4 separate regions of the Mus musculus genome follow, and regions 2, 3 and 4 are each linked to region 1. The links are chromatin contacts, called in public HiChIP or PLAC-seq maps. All regions are on one chromosome and are shown on one strand. Each heading gives the region's core, a stretch centred on a gene start, on an enhancer-like site or on the middle of the called end of the contact. The rest is flanking DNA. Distances are from core to core; before and after follow the strand shown.

Region 1 (3,581 bases), core at 427-2,926:
GAAACCCTGTCTCGAAAACCCCCCCCAAAAAAAAAAGAAAAAGAAAAGAAAAAGAAAAAGAAATAGAGAAAAAGAATCGAAAAACCAAAAGAAAAGAAAAGGAAAAAGAAAGCCCACTTTGGCAAAGTCAAACTCAATTTGAATTTTTTCAACAAATATACAAGGTACTATCTTAGGACAGTGGTTCTGACCATAAGAAAACAGACATTTACATTACAATTCATAACAGTTAGTAAGTAACAACTAGAATAATTGGGGTGGGGGGGCACCACACCATAGGGAACTGTATTAAAGGATCACAACATTAGGAAAGCTGAGAATCAGTGTCCTAAACTAGGTTTTCTGGAAGGAAAACACTGTTTAAAACACTGTTTTATTGCCATATTCTTCTTTTAAAAGTTCAGAGCCCAGAACGGTGGCACTTGGGTCTGTGACTACCAACACTGGACAGCAAAGGCGGATAAAGTTCGAGGCCAACCTGGTCAACAGAGACTTCTAGGCTAGCCTGAGCTACACAGCAAGACCTCAAAACAAAACCCCGCAATACCCCTCCCCCAACATACTCAAGCTCAGGCAACAGTAAGAACAACAACAACCTATAAAGCATCTCACAGTATAAAGCACGTCTTGCTACGTAGTCATTCTTTTTTTTTTCCCCCCAAGCAGGTATACTCGTTCTTTGTTGTCCGCATGGTCACTTAGAGCTAGTTCAGGAACTCCCAAGGAAGTTGGAGCTCAGAGAACCAGGACAGCTCCTAATACTAACCTAACTTAGTATTACTCTGTAGAAGAATCCTGCTGGGACGGACCAGGCAAACCTTTCTGACAAGACAAGCCGGTAAAAGACTCCCTCCATCACCTCCCTGAACCTGAGGTACCCGGACTCCTGGAATCTCACCCCCCCACCACCACCAAACAGCGCAACCCTCGCAACACTGACTGTCCAGTGGATGCAACTCTGCATCTTCTGAAGTTACAAACTAGGACAAACACAGGTGCTTCTCCGACAGGAGGATGCACTAACTACTCTGCAACCATAAAGCAGTAACTAAACCTATAAGCGCCCACTAACTTGGAAGTCCCGAACGCTAGACCAGCACGGGCCCACGGAGGGGCGTGATCCCATCCTTCTTGGCCAAAGCCAGGCCGGCCGGGACATCCAACCAGGGATCATCCGCAACGTGGGCACCCGGCAGAGGCCAAGGCCGCAAGATCCCGGCCATCTGACAAGTTTATGGCGGTGACCCACCCAGGCTTCAGGCCACCTACCCTCACCTCCTCGCGAGCATCCCTCCAGCGCCCCGGGACGTACCTGACACACAGAAGCGCGGAACCCCGCGTAGTCCGCGTGCTCCGAGACCTGCAGTGCGCGATCCCCTAGCTCCGAGTCCTTCCCGCGCCGGTCAAACAAGTACACCGTCCTACAGCCGTCGACGGCGCCATCTCTCCCAGATCCCTCCGAGAGGCCGGCGGGATCGCTGGCGCCCTCCGCTGCCATGTTGAGGGAGAAAAAAAGAGAAGGCCCTGCGGCTCTCGGGCGCGCTTCCCGGAGACACCGACCCCGCGCGTGCCCTCGGCTCCAGCCGCCGCGGCTCCGAGCCTCAGCGGGCCGCGCAGCACCGACTGTGGGCAGCGGCCGGGAAGTAACCCGGGAACCGATTCAAACGCGCTTCTGCCGGGGTGCCGTACGTCACTTCCGCGACCCGCGAACACAGGGACGCGCTGAGCGCGCCTCAGAGCCCGCCAGCTACGTACGCCGCCGCCCACCAAGCCTCCTTCCGTGACCTGAGAGCGGGCCGCCGCCGTGGCTGCTGCGCAGGAGGAAGAGGACGGCGGACGGAGACCCGGCTAGTCCAGCAGGCCGTGGGGCGGGGCGGGGCTGGCCAAGGTGGGGCGGGGCTTCGCGCCCAGGCCACGCCCCCGGGCTCCTGCGGACCGCGGGGACTGGGGACGGCCTGGAAGCTGGCTTCCAGCGCCTTAGGGGCCTTCGCGGGGGGAGGTGGGGGGGGGCGCAACTCGCAAGCGTGTCGCCCCAGGGTCTATGCAGGCTCCCGCTGCAGGGCCCTGGCGCCTTCCCCCTAGCCATGCGGTCTCCAGGGCGCTACCAAGTCGGGCGGACGCGGCGGCTGGAAGCTTGCACCACCTGGGTCCCGGTGCGGTGGACACTAGCTAAAACACCGGGCACCGCTCTGCTTGCACGCTTCCTTCGCCGTCGTGGGTGGGTTCTACTGTGGGACAATGAGACAAAAGCTCGGCCTCGAGGAAGAGCGGGTCTCTGACGTCACGAGGCCGCGATGCGCGCCCCCGGGTTAGCCAGGCTCTGAGGCTTTAGGCGGCTGGGAGTCTTGGGATAATACCTAACCTACTCACCGAGGTTGAGTCAGCTTCTAAGCGTGCAATGTGTAAGACAGCCTCCTCGAAAACTTGAGCATAAAACTTTATATGCTCCAGTACGGGGGAATGTCAGGGCTAAGAAGCAGGAGTGGGTGGGTAGGGGAGCAGGGTGGAGGGAGGGCATAGGGAACTTTCGGGATAGCATTTGAAATGTATATAAAGAAAATATCCAATAATAAATAAATAAAAAAGAAAACTTGAGCATAATTATTGGGGGATGCGCTTCTGACTCTACAGATAGCAAGGAATGGGGGGGGGCGGGTAACCTTGCCAGATGCTTGCTCTCTGATTCTTAAAACCTGGATGCTTTGTACTTGAGAGAAACGTGTAAATTAATGAAACCCATTAATTAATTGAGTTCTTTTATGTGTCTAGAAGTTGGATCAGATTTAAGGGTGCTGTTTTACTAGGTTCGCAGGAGCCTTAATGATCAATGGTAAAGCTAGACTCAAAGTCAATGCACCTTGGAAACAGACCGGGTTGTTGGCACCAAGGACAGTTGGCCAGACATACAAAAGTGTGAAGGTTTGCGTAGAGCGGCATAAATAGTATGACTGGAAGAAGAGAAAATGAAACAGTAGGTGAGGTAGGTGAAGTTGTGACCAAAAGCTGGTCATGTTCTTGAAAGGGCACCTGAGAGACAGGAGACACGAGAATAACCTCCAACTATCATGAGATTTCTGTAAAATCTTATTGTAATTTGCTTTTTGTCAGTCTTCCTAGGCCTACATCAAACTTTGATCCTCCTGCCTTGACCCAACCTGAACCCTTGATGGCTTCAGAGGTATGAGTCACTACTCCTAGCTGGCATTTTACATTTTATCTTTAAAACTCACACAACCATTTCCTTCTATCCCTTTTATGGGCCGTGTTTGATTTGAACAACTGGAGAAAGACAAATCATTTCTCTAAGTCTTAGTTAACAAGCAAGATGAATTGCCTTTGTGGTTCAGCAAATTGGGGCTTAACAGCCAAAGGGTCAACAGGGCAATTTCTCTGTAATACCAAATTATAAATCTCATAAGTAAAAACAGAAGCACTTTGAAGGTCAGAGGACTCCATTCTCTGAAGTTGGAGATGGTTGTGAGCCTCCAGATGCAGGTGCAGGGAATCAAATCCTTAACAGCTGGTCCTAATGTGGATTTTTTTTATTTGTTCTCATTATTTAGAGAACATTAGTTTCTATA
Region 2 (3,581 bases), core at 296-2,795, 460 kb before region 1:
AATGCCCTGCTGCTGCATAGCCATGAACTGAGATGTGGTCCTCAGTGGCAGCTCTGACTGGGACCTCACCAAGGTCTCAGGGGATGAGGCTAGCCACTCACATGAAGCTACTCCTCCTGAACGTTCAGTCTCCAGTCCCATCTCTTTGCAATGCCCAAGCTGCTCTGTTTCTCTTTCTCTCACATCTGACCACCACACACTCACACATTGTGGTGGCTCCAACTGCAGGTTTGGTCATGCAGCTGGAAGGCCCCTGGGTGACATCCTCCATCTTGTGCTAACATGGCAGTACGCAGTGTGTCTCTGGTCTGCCTGCCTGTGCCATGTGCTGGAGGGTGGGTCTATCTGTCTTCTTTCTCCTGCGCTGTGCTGCCTGCATTTGAGTTGACTTGATTTTTTGAGTCCTAGGCATACAACAGCTCTGGCCACCAAGCCAGGTATCAAGCTAGAATGAACAAAGGACTGCCATCTGCTCTGGCCCTGACCGAATACCACCACCAAGGTGTCTTTTTGTCTATTGCAAGGGGGTCTAAGTAGAATTCTTGAAGCAAATAGTTTCTGAAGTTTATAGATTATAATGGATTACTTTCTGTTTATTGTTAGTGTGTTTACTGTGTGTGTTTATAAAAGAGGGAGGGAGGGAGGGAGGGAGGAAAGGACGGAGGGAGGGATGGAGGGACGGAGGGACAGAGGGAGAGAGAGAAAGAGCCACCAGCTTAGCTGAGATCCTCCTGCCTCTGTCTGTCATCTTGCTGTAGGACTCATGGAATTACCGTTTCTATGGAGTTCTGGAATTACAGATGTGCACCACTGCTGCAGGTTCTTTTCACGAGGATTTTGGGATGGAGCCCATGTGTCAGGCTGGGCCACTTCTTCATTACACCATTGGTTGGAAGCAAAGAATCAGGTAGTTAGGCTGAGCCTGCTCTTGAGTGTGGAAGGATAAGATAACGAATTCCTTTTCCTAATTTTTCTTTTCCTTTTTCTAATGAATGAGGAATTGGACAATTGCACCTGATGCTAAGATTCACTTTTCCTAAACAGAGAGGGACAGCGAGTGTCCCAAAGCCTCCGCACTAACCTTTAGTTAGCCCCAGCTTTCTCTCCCATGTTGTCTTTCAACGCTGTGCTCCATGTGTCACAAACAGCGCACACAAAGCCGCGTCTTGGCGTTAAGATTCCATGAGGTCCATTTTGAGGATCGGATTCCTACACCTGTTTTTAGCTCTGAACACAAGCCCTGTATGTTTAAATACAAAGCAGTAAAGATATATCGGACACAGTCCGTAGAATCCTCTATTTAAGTCGGTCCTCCATTTGGTTTAATCAGGCCGTACTCATTGAGCCATTAACCTAATCCTACTGCTCCTGCAGCTTCCTGCCATGCTCTTCTCTGGGTTTGGGACTCCCCTCCCCATGTGCTGCTATATTTATCTGCCTTCCTGGCCATAAAAGGCTGGCTGTGGGGCCCTGACATTCTGCTGCCTGACCACATGCATTATTTTTGAACTGGCCCCCAGAATCCAGCCTCTAGCCCTGCCTCTTAACTTTTTCTTGGATTCAACCTAGGTGGGCCCTCATTCTCTCCTGCTCCTCGACTGCGGCAGGGCAGTGGGCCGTAACCCCCACCCCAGAAACCGGTAAGTGACATGGAGGTGGCAAATGTACTCAGGAGTTTCAGTCTGCCTTCTCGCCTCAGCAGGGGAGTGACAGGAGCTCCTGGAAGGGGAGACGGGAGCAGTAAGGTACCTGCCTGGGCTGGTGGCTGTTTTTGCCGTATTCTTTTGAAAACAAGAATATGCCTCTGTTTCTGGAACTGCAAGCTCACATTTGTCTCATATCCAATGCAAGTATTTTCTCAGGGAAAGGAGCAGTGAAGTATTTACAGAGCTCCTTGAGTGCAAATTAAGCTAGAAGGATACAAATTCTCTTCAGAGCCACTAATTCATGATCCGGTGACATAGCTCCAAGGGAAGAGAGGGATGGGGGAGGGAAGAAGCGAGAGGATGAACTCTGCCATGAGAGAGCAGTGTGGACGACCTCTCTCTCAGGAGCATTGTGATATTTCTGACTTGAAAATGACTGGGTAACACAGAGGTGGCAGACCTGGCACCGTGACCCTGGAGCGATTGCCTTCTGTAATTAATTTCCATCAGCTTTTGGCCTCTGCTGCCCGCATCAGAATATTACAGCACGGTTACAATTTTGGAGGTAGTATTTCTTCTTAACCGTCGAGATTATTTTTAGAAATAAAAGTTAGTTTTCAGAAGCACAGAAGACAAAAAAATAAAAAAGTCTTTATTTCTAACAAATCCTGGCAGTTGTGTGTTGGGCTAAGCCTGGCTCACTGGCTGGTTATACTTTGGTCACTGCTATACTTTGGTTCAGCACTGGTGGCTTAACCAATGTACTAAGTAGTAGATGTTAATCACGTAAGTATTCTTGGGACAGATAATGAAGAATGGAAAATGGAGTTGGGACAAGACACTTAAACCATCTGTTTTGTGAGAATGATAGCATTTTGAACCATCTGGGTAGCAATGTTAGTTTATAATATAACACAGCAAAGGAGCTTTTATTATTTGTAAGTCACTTTGATGACATCATTACAGAGACTTACCTAACACTTCATAATACAGTGTATTCTAACCCTTTTATACTATAAACGCCACCCAAAAGTTATCCATTAAGTATAGTTCTGCATATTTAGTAACAGAAAAGGCAATCTATTTAAGGATTTAAGGAAGCACAGTTGCTTGCTGGTAGCTATTTTTTTTTTCTCTCTCTTAGAAAATGTCATGTAGACTGGTATTTCCCATGAGACTTCAGATACATATTTCAGGAGTGAAGTTTGTTGGCTTTTCTTCTCTAAAGAGAACACACTGACTTTTTAAGCAGCTTAAATAAAACTTAGTTTTAAATATGACAAAAATTTAAAAGGATTTACTCCTCAGTTAGGAATTTTAAGCAAAACAAGGTTAGGAAAAGAAAAACCTTTGCTTGAAAACAATTTTGTTATATAGTTTTGAAAATAATAATATTATACATGGGAGGTTTTTTTAAAAAACCTAGGAGAGGTGTCTATAAAATTATGACTTGCTCCAGTTTGCCATGTGGCTGGTAGTCTTTCGGTGAACACATGATTTACACATGAAGTAAATGCAAGGCCTCCGTAAGCAAAGGCACTTCCTGCTAAGCCTGGTGGCCTGAATTCTGTCCCCTGAGCCCTCACGGAAGGAGAGAACGGGTGCTGAGAAGTTGTCCTCTGTGCTCCGTGTACATGCTGTGACACACATGCACCCCCTAGACGCACAAAATCAATTACCTGATAGATAGATATGAAATGCCAGAGCCACACCGAGCTCAGATTCTTTATATTCCTATATGGATTCTCCCATATTTCTATATGGAATAAATACTGTTCTGCCTTTTTGTAATGTGTGCACAATTTGAAAGAACTCCCAATTATAGAAGTTATCAGACCGTGAGGTTCAGCTTTTCTGTGCGCAGTCACTCACATCCGTCTCCTGCCGCCTGGGAAAGGGTGGCACCGTGAGGTCTTAGCTGATCTGAGGCTTGCA
Region 3 (3,581 bases), core at 415-2,914, 420 kb before region 1:
CCTTTTTACCTGCCATACTGAAAAGATAATATGATTTACAACTCCCTTGTGGGGGCTGGAGAGAGCTCAGTGCCTGCCACACACACATTAAGCCCCCAGCCCCCGTGTAAAAGCCAGCTGCAATAGCACACTCTATAAACTCAGCACTGGAGGGTGTAGGGCTGGGCAGAGGCAGGGGGACCCCTGGAACTCTAGCTTCAGAGACAGGTGGACCCCAGCAGTTTAGCTGACTCTACAAACTCCTGGTTTAGTGAGAGACTGTCTCAAAGAGCAAGGCAACTGAGGAAGACATCACTCCTTGAACTCTGGTCGACATACATGCGTGCACATACACATGCCTATGCATATACACATGTACACACACACACATATAATACACATAATAAAAACAACTCTACCAGGGCAGGGGGACGCAGAAGCCGGTCCTCCTATACGAGGCTGTGATTATGAACTGGTTCAAAGTCTCTGAGGATGTTTTACAACTATGTATTTAAAGCACACAGTCCTACTTCTCCAGTTCCAGGACAAAATGGACAAAGATGAAGACAAATATGACATAAAACCAGAGTTGCTTACCAATGAGAGTACTAAATTAAAATGTCTTTATCTGTACATATATTTTAATAAAAAGGTATAAATATATATGAATAAATATAAGAAGTTCATGCTTCACATAAAGAACTACTATGCAGCAGTGAAAACGAATGATGTATATCTGTACTTCCTGAAATGTATCAAGAAAAAGAAGTTTGCATGAACACCATGACCCAAGTTATTTAAAAAATCATCATATTTAGGATTTATTTCTTATGTGGTTGCATATATCCATAACCCACATAAGAGTGGACACAAGAAAATGCAAGTAGATCAAATATGAGTTTGTGGCCAGCCTGGACTAGTAATAATCATTATCATTTTTGCTAGACGTGCTGGCACACAGCTACAATCCTAGCGCTCAGCAGGCCAAGGCAGGATGATCCCCAGTTCAAGGTCAGCCTGAGCCATAAATTCTAGCAAGACCCATCTCAAAATATTTTTTCATCTTTTAGTTTAGGCCAGTATGTCAGTAGCCATTATTTCTGAGTTACAGATTTAAAGGAGATTTTAACCTTCTTGATTATCATCTCTTTGATAATCATGAACTACCTCTATAATAAATATAAACAATAAGATAACATTTTGAAAAAAGTTATTATTATTATTATTAGCCTATGTCTGAGGCCATAATGAGTAACAGGCTAATCTTTGACCAGATTAATCAACCCATAGGAAGTTAGGCTATTTGGAAGTTGAGAGAGAGAGAGAGAAAGCTAGAAGCTTTGAAGAGGATAAATGCTGGCTAGTGGGCTCTGTGGCCCGGAGCTGGACAGGAGCTGCTGGAGCTGGACACTGAGAGCGCCCCTCAGAATACATTCCCACCATGCTAGACTCCCCACACTGTGTTGCCCATCTTGAGAACAGGAACAATACTTTTAACTATTGTTAAAAGTTTACCACTGCATTGCTACGATGAAGCACTGTGACCAAAAGCAACGCATAGTTTAGTTCGTCTTACAGCATACAAATCCATCCCTGAGGGAAGCTGAGTCAGAGCCCAAGGGAGTGGGGGGCTGATGCAGAGGCCACAGAGGAATGCTGGCTACTGGCCTGTTCCTTGTGGCTTGCTCAGCCTGCTTCCTTATAGAACCACCAGCCCAAGGATGACAGCACCCACATTGGCCTGGGCCCTCCCATCAATCCCCAAGGCTAAGAAAATGCACCACAGACTTGCCTATTGGCAAATCTTGCAGAGGCATTTTCTTAATTCAGAGTCCTTCTTCCCAAATGACTCCAGCTTGTATCAAGCAGACATAAAACTAGCCAGGACGGGCACCCAGAAGAGCGTTAAATGAACTTAGGAAAGCAACTCTGACAAACACCCATGCCCAAGGTTAGTAAAAGTGGAAGATAATACAGGAAACAGAAGACATGATTGTTTACGAAGTAATATCATCACCAGACAGTGGGGCCGCCATTCCCCAGACACAGCTAAACTGTGATTATTCTTGTGGTATTGTGAATTAAAAGCCACAAAAATGAAACCTTTGCTTTCCTGGAACAATGAGCGCTTGTCAGTTGGAGTTGAAGCATCAGCTGATGAAGAAGAGGCTAGTATCCTTGAGGCAGGCTTTTCTGGGACATGTTTCCTCAGGGTCAGCACATGGAAGGTGTGGTCCAGAGGTGGCCATATGCGGATGAATGCCTAAGTAACTTAATAGATCTTCAAGCTCACCCCCTGAATGGCATCTTGCACCCTTTGTTATAGAAATGCTGGTCTGTGGCTCTCTGGACACCTCCTGTCCCCTGCTTTCTATTACAACCCAGAATCGCCGGCTGCTCAGCTAACTAGACTCTGCTCTGTTAACACGGGAATTACTCCATCAGTATGTGGAGTCATAGGCCTTTAAGACAAGGACGTTTCTGTGTTGTTGCTAGCTGTTCCCCTAGAGAGAGACCTCCTCTGAGTGCCTCTTCTGGTACTTGGGCTTTATCAGCATCAGCATCAGCATCAGCATCAGCATCAGCATCAGCATCAGCATCAGCATCACCACTGCATTCTTGCTCTGCTCTTCCTTCTGTCTCTGCCCTGCTTGCAAAGCCTGGGAAGAGACGGGAGTGCCCAGGAAAGCACTCGTTTCCTGTTGCTTGGCATGCAGGAAACGTTCTACGTTCAGCCCTGGCCATGGTTTGTTGGTGTCCTTCTCATTTAGTGTGTCTGCAGGAGACATTTTCCCAGAGAACACGCCCTGATGGTTTATAGGTCATGAAACAGAATGTCCAAAACCCAGGTAACCTGAGCTCTTCACAAGTAACGCCAACCTATTAACATTAAACCCAGAGGTCTGCAAAGGTTTCTGCCATCATATCAAACACCTTTGTAACTCACAAGCGTTGCAGAGGTGTAGCTCGTAGGGAAAGATTGTTCAGTTGGGAGGAGTGTTTTCTCCTGGGTGAGTACCATTGCCAAACAATGTCTTAAGAATGGACTCTCTGGCATGAATCACCTAGCTGACATCTCCCTATTAATTTTGGGGGGTAAATTTTGAGAACCAAGAAGAAAAGGTTCATGGGTTCTTTTCAGAGCCCCCTTTATTCTCTCATCTAATGATCTTCCACCAGAAGTGGAAAGCATACCTTGTTATATTGCTGAACAAATGATAAGACTTGGAGCTTGCTCTGTGAAGCCGACTACGTAGCTACTGTGACGTGTGGGAAATGTGTGCGCCGTGACCACAGTCTGCCGAGCTGGCAGAGCCTGGCTGAGCAGCTTACGGGATCCCTCTGTCTCTACAGATGCTGATGCAGAGATCGAAGGAGCCCCAGCTGCACCCTTGGATGTGGTGTCTTTGGATGCTAACAAGGATTACATCATCATCTCTTGGAAGCAGCCAGCTGTGGATGGAGGGAGCCCTATCCTGGGATACTTTATCGATAAGTTAGTGCTTGGCCTAACCTCAGTCATAGTTCTGTAGGTGTCCAGATGTGCGCTTGATTTCCTCCTGTTATTTCTAAGTGAAATGCTGTCTCTGACTTTTTCCTCC
Region 4 (3,581 bases), core at 580-3,079, 260 kb before region 1:
ACTCTTAGCTGTTTATTGGTTTTAGCTTGTTTATTGGTAGTTCATTTGATAGTTCTTTCCTTATTCAAGAAATAATTATTGTCAAATATAGTAGCACACACCTGTAATCCCAACACTTTAGAGACTAAAGTTGTCTTAAGTTCTAGGCCATCTTGACTACAAAGAGACCCTGGAGAGAAAGGTTGGTCAGGAGTGGTGGCACCTTTAATCTCAGCATCCAGGAGGCAGGGGTGGGCAGATCCCTCTGTGCTCAGAAGCAACCTAGTCTATGTCTTGAGTTTCAGGCCAGCCAGGACTGTACAGTGAGACTCTATCTCAAAAAAATTTTTTTTTCAAAAATTAAGTATTTGATGTGTGCTTAATCTGGCCTTGCTATCAAAATAAAAGCAACCATCCTCATCCTAAAACCAAAGCCACCTGTTTATAATTGTTTCATGGCTATAACATATTTTCTTTATAATTATGACATCCTCCACCTTAGGAGATCGTAGTAAATGTAGCTGCTTGTGTACATTGCACAAAGCAAGCTCTTTGGAATGTGCAGTTGGAAACCTTGGAATACCCAGGGGAATAATCAGGATTATATGCTTCAGGCTACTCAACAGCTAGACTGTGGTTACAGTCATCTCTGTATAGACTGTTGAGTGGAGTCTGTCTTGCCTTAGGCACTGACTGTCTCTGGCCAGTAGGCTGAGTTATGTGCTGATGGGACCTGGCAGGTCCACTTCATTTTTTTTAGGGGATCAGCACTTTGTCCCTGTTCCACCTAGGACTTACCTGACAACACAGAATGTCTCTCTAGAACTTTGCAAATATGGAATCTTGAGCTTAGGGCAACCAGAGCTGGTTTAGAGAGGCCACTCTGCGCAGTTAATAGTTTGGACTCATTACTCCTAGAGTCCAATAAAAATTGACTTCTGCATTAGCCTAAAGCTGGAGGTTTTTCTGATCCTACATCCAGGGGATGGACTCTCTGTGGATTTGGCTTTAACGTAACATAAAGGTGTCTGCTGAGTGATGGTGTGTTCACCCGCTGGAGGGAGAGCTGACAGCCTGAGGACTAATGGGTTTGTTTTGGTGTGGGTTGGGTTTTTCAGTGGATGAGTCAGGGTAAGGGGTGAAGCCAGATTTAGATGTACCCTCTCTCTTTTGAATTGCAGAGCTCTGGTGATCTTGATTTGAGTAGTGAGTTGAAGTTGAGAAACCAAAACCCCTTTTGTGCTCTGAACATTGTGGGACACAAACGTTATGTCCCATTATGCCATGTTGAGGTTCTGAAGTCATGGTACGTGTGTTAGTCTTGGCGCAGCTTACCACAGCTCGCTTGACGCAGCATGTACCTGATGTATCTGAACCAGAAGATCTCGGTTCTCAGTTGTATCCCTTGTCTCTCTGCAAAGATAAATCCCAAGCTTCCCCTGGAGGTGACAGTCCTCCTGTCCTTGCCTCCTGTGGTCAGAGTGGACATAGTACTGCAGGTCCTGAGCGGTTGGTGGAGGGAGATGAAGACAGTTGGCCCCACCCTGGGGTGTGGAAGGAAACAGAACTTCCACAGCCTCCAACCCCACTTAGAGGCACTGCCAGTCTGAGACATATGTGTGATGTAGCTGGGGCAGCAGGAGAGCAATGGGCTCTGGACAGCAGAGCAGAGTGTATGTTTAATCAAACTCTTTATGTCGTTGCTGTTAGTTGTCAAAGTTAGTGCTGACATCGTTTTCTTTTCTCAGTCTCAAACCATGAATTATGTGGGCCAGCTGGCTGGGCAGGTGCTCGTCACTGTGAAGGAACTCTACAAGGGCATTAACCAAGCCACGTTGTCTGGATGCATCGATGTGGTCGTGGTGAGGCAGCAGGATGGCTCCTACCAGTGCTCGCCTTTTCACGTACGCTTCGGGAAGCTGGGTGTCCTGAGGTCCAAGGAGAAAGTGGTGAGTGCACAGGTCACCATGGTGACCGGCCCCTTCCTCTTACTCTTTTTTTTTTTTTTAAACTTGCATGCTATTGAAGACCATGGTAAGAAACCAACTTTATAGGTACTGCTTTTGAATTGGCTTCTAAATTCAAAAGACTCTCTTATAGAAAGTTTCTCCAAATGAAAAAGAAACTGAAATCATGAAGAGACTCAGAACAAAACTGGAGATAATTACAAATGAGGAAGTTGGGCTTATTTTGAAAAAGAAATTTTGCTTTATTTAATATAGCACTTTAAAATAGTGTAGGGCCAGCAAGATGATTCAGTGGTAAAGGCTCTCTCCATCAGTCCTGAGACCCACAGGGTGCAACAAGAGAACACACTCAGAAGTCATCCAGTGACTTGACCCGTGTACCCTGTGGCTCATGTACATGCTTTAAATCCTCAGTTTAAAAAAAAAAAAAGGCTCTCTAAAAATAAAATAATGCAGTCTGGAGATACAGCTTAGTCAGCAAAACATTTGCATACCATGCACCAAGCCTGTGCAGGCACTGAGGAGGTAGAGACAGAAGGACAGGAGCATTCTCAGCTCAGCCACATAGCAGAGGTGCACGAGGCCAGCCTGAGACACAGGAGAGCCTGTTGATTGATTGATTGATACATACACACAAACATATATGATAATATTGTTGTACTGATTATGAGTAGGTAGACTAAGCTCATGTAATCAAGTGTAGATTATATTTATTTAAAAGAAATAAACACCCCAATTGAATGTTTGTATTTTTCCTCTTTTGCATTTAATGGGGGGCAGTGTTTGGATGTTTTTAAATTATCATTTCCCTCAAGTATTGGGCAATAAGAAGGTTTTTGAATTGTGTGTATGGTAGGTTTTAAAACAGAGTTAATGATAAAACTTTGTAGAGCATGTATTTGGCAACTTTTCACTTCCACATTGTCTTCCACATGGTGATAATAATGTCAGCAACTCTTACTAAGATTTCGGAGCACTTTGCCACTGGGTAGCACAGTGGAAGGGTGGGTGCCGAAGGACCAACATGCACAAGTTAAAGAGGTTTTTGCTGGTGTTTTTTTGGATATACATCTCCCTCTACTTAGGCTTTGGGTTTTTGAAACTGAAAGAAAGTGGGTTTCCAAAACTAGACTTTATTTTTCAAAGAGAAACCATCTCTTTGGGTGTTATAAAATCATTTCCCACTGGATTTTTCAGACTAGCCTTTGCTTGATCCCATTAGAAAGCAGAAGCAGCTACAGTGTTACTTCTTGGCCTGGCAGCTTCTACTCTAGGGCAGGGTTGTCTAGCCATAGTTAGTGCTTTCTGTGTTTGTTTCCTTTGTGGTTTTTGTAGTGACACTATTAGTACTTTCATATTAGAGCTGTTTCTCCATAGATGTTCAAGGATCTGTTTGTAAAATTTCTTTTGGGGGTCTTCTCAGAAGTTTCTCCCACCATACCATACCCGCCCCCCACCGTTCTCTGGAACCAGGTTTCTAATTGATAGGTTGACTCAGGCTTTTGGCCTTTGAGTGGAGCTGCAGCAGATGTGTGCAGGCATTTGTCCTCTGTGTAAGTGAGAAGCTGAGCAGATGTGTGTATTCTCTGTGCACTTTGTAATTAGAGATGTAATTTCTTTACCAGGTTACACGGG

Evidence for each region. HiChIP or PLAC-seq counts read pairs in DNA pulled down with a chosen protein or histone mark.
Region 2: an H3K4me3 HiChIP or PLAC-seq map of bone marrow-derived macrophages shows a contact between it and region 1, with 4 times the contacts expected there. The contact joins the promoter of Myom1 here to the promoter of Smchd1 in region 1. A contact is called at or near these places in 7 of 39 promoter capture datasets (the C10 cell line, the HPC-7 cell line, cranial neural crest and 3 more), 7 of 484 Hi-C or Micro-C datasets (B cells, the G1E-ER4 cell line, embryonic stem cells and 2 more), 17 of 115 datasets of contacts at active chromatin or transcription factors (the HPC-7 cell line, acute myeloid leukemia, astrocytes and 10 more) and 3 of 9 other capture datasets (adipose tissue, embryonic stem cells and macrophages).
Region 3: a CTCF HiChIP or PLAC-seq map of the NIH/3T3 cell line shows a contact between it and region 1, with 5 read pairs. The contact joins the enhancer-like site here to the promoter of Smchd1 in region 1. A contact is called at or near these places in 1 of 39 promoter capture datasets (the SN4741 cell line), 2 of 15 datasets of contacts at CTCF or cohesin (both in the NIH/3T3 cell line), 3 of 115 datasets of contacts at active chromatin or transcription factors (the NIH/3T3 cell line, bone marrow-derived macrophages and extraembryonic endoderm stem cells) and 2 of 9 other capture datasets (embryonic stem cells and macrophages).
Region 4: an H3K4me3 HiChIP or PLAC-seq map of bone marrow-derived macrophages shows a contact between it and region 1, with 3 times the contacts expected there. The contact joins the enhancer-like site here to the promoter of Smchd1 in region 1. A contact is called at or near these places in 3 of 484 Hi-C or Micro-C datasets (the G1E-ER4 cell line, the HL-1 cell line and Th1 cells) and 4 of 115 datasets of contacts at active chromatin or transcription factors (CD8 T cells, the HPC-7 cell line, bone marrow-derived macrophages and 1 more).

The regions. Positions count from the first base shown.
Region 1 is chr17:71,473,667-71,477,247 of GRCm38.p6, forward strand. Smchd1 (SMC hinge domain containing 1) reads right to left here and starts at 1,677. Exons shown (of 48, transcript NM_028887.4): 1 at 1,313-1,677. The coding sequence starts at 1,498.
Region 2 is chr17:71,018,012-71,021,592 of GRCm38.p6, forward strand. It overlaps Myom1 (myomesin 1), which reads left to right and starts at 1,546. Exons shown (of 37, transcript NM_001083934.1): 1 at 1,546-1,640.
Region 3 is chr17:71,057,792-71,061,372 of GRCm38.p6, forward strand. Myom1 (myomesin 1) reads left to right here. Exons shown (of 37, transcript NM_001083934.1): 11 at 3,334-3,475. Among named protein-coding and RNA genes, the nearest start is that of Myom1, 40 kb to the left of the region's middle. Within about 2 kb of position 1,665, at least 39 of the 459 cell types and tissues checked have an H3K27ac peak or open chromatin away from gene starts, as enhancers often do. A contact at or near this core is called in the NIH/3T3 cell line and the SN4741 cell line, where this site is marked.
Region 4 is chr17:71,213,237-71,216,817 of GRCm38.p6, forward strand. Lpin2 (lipin 2) reads left to right here. Exons shown (of 20, transcript NM_001357791.1): 2 at 1,728-1,928. The coding sequence starts at 1,737. Among named protein-coding and RNA genes, the nearest start is that of Lpin2, 31 kb to the left of the region's middle. Within about 2 kb of position 1,830, at least 76 of the 459 cell types and tissues checked have an H3K27ac peak or open chromatin away from gene starts, as enhancers often do. A contact at or near this core is called in CD8 T cells, the G1E-ER4 cell line, the HPC-7 cell line and 2 more, where this site is marked.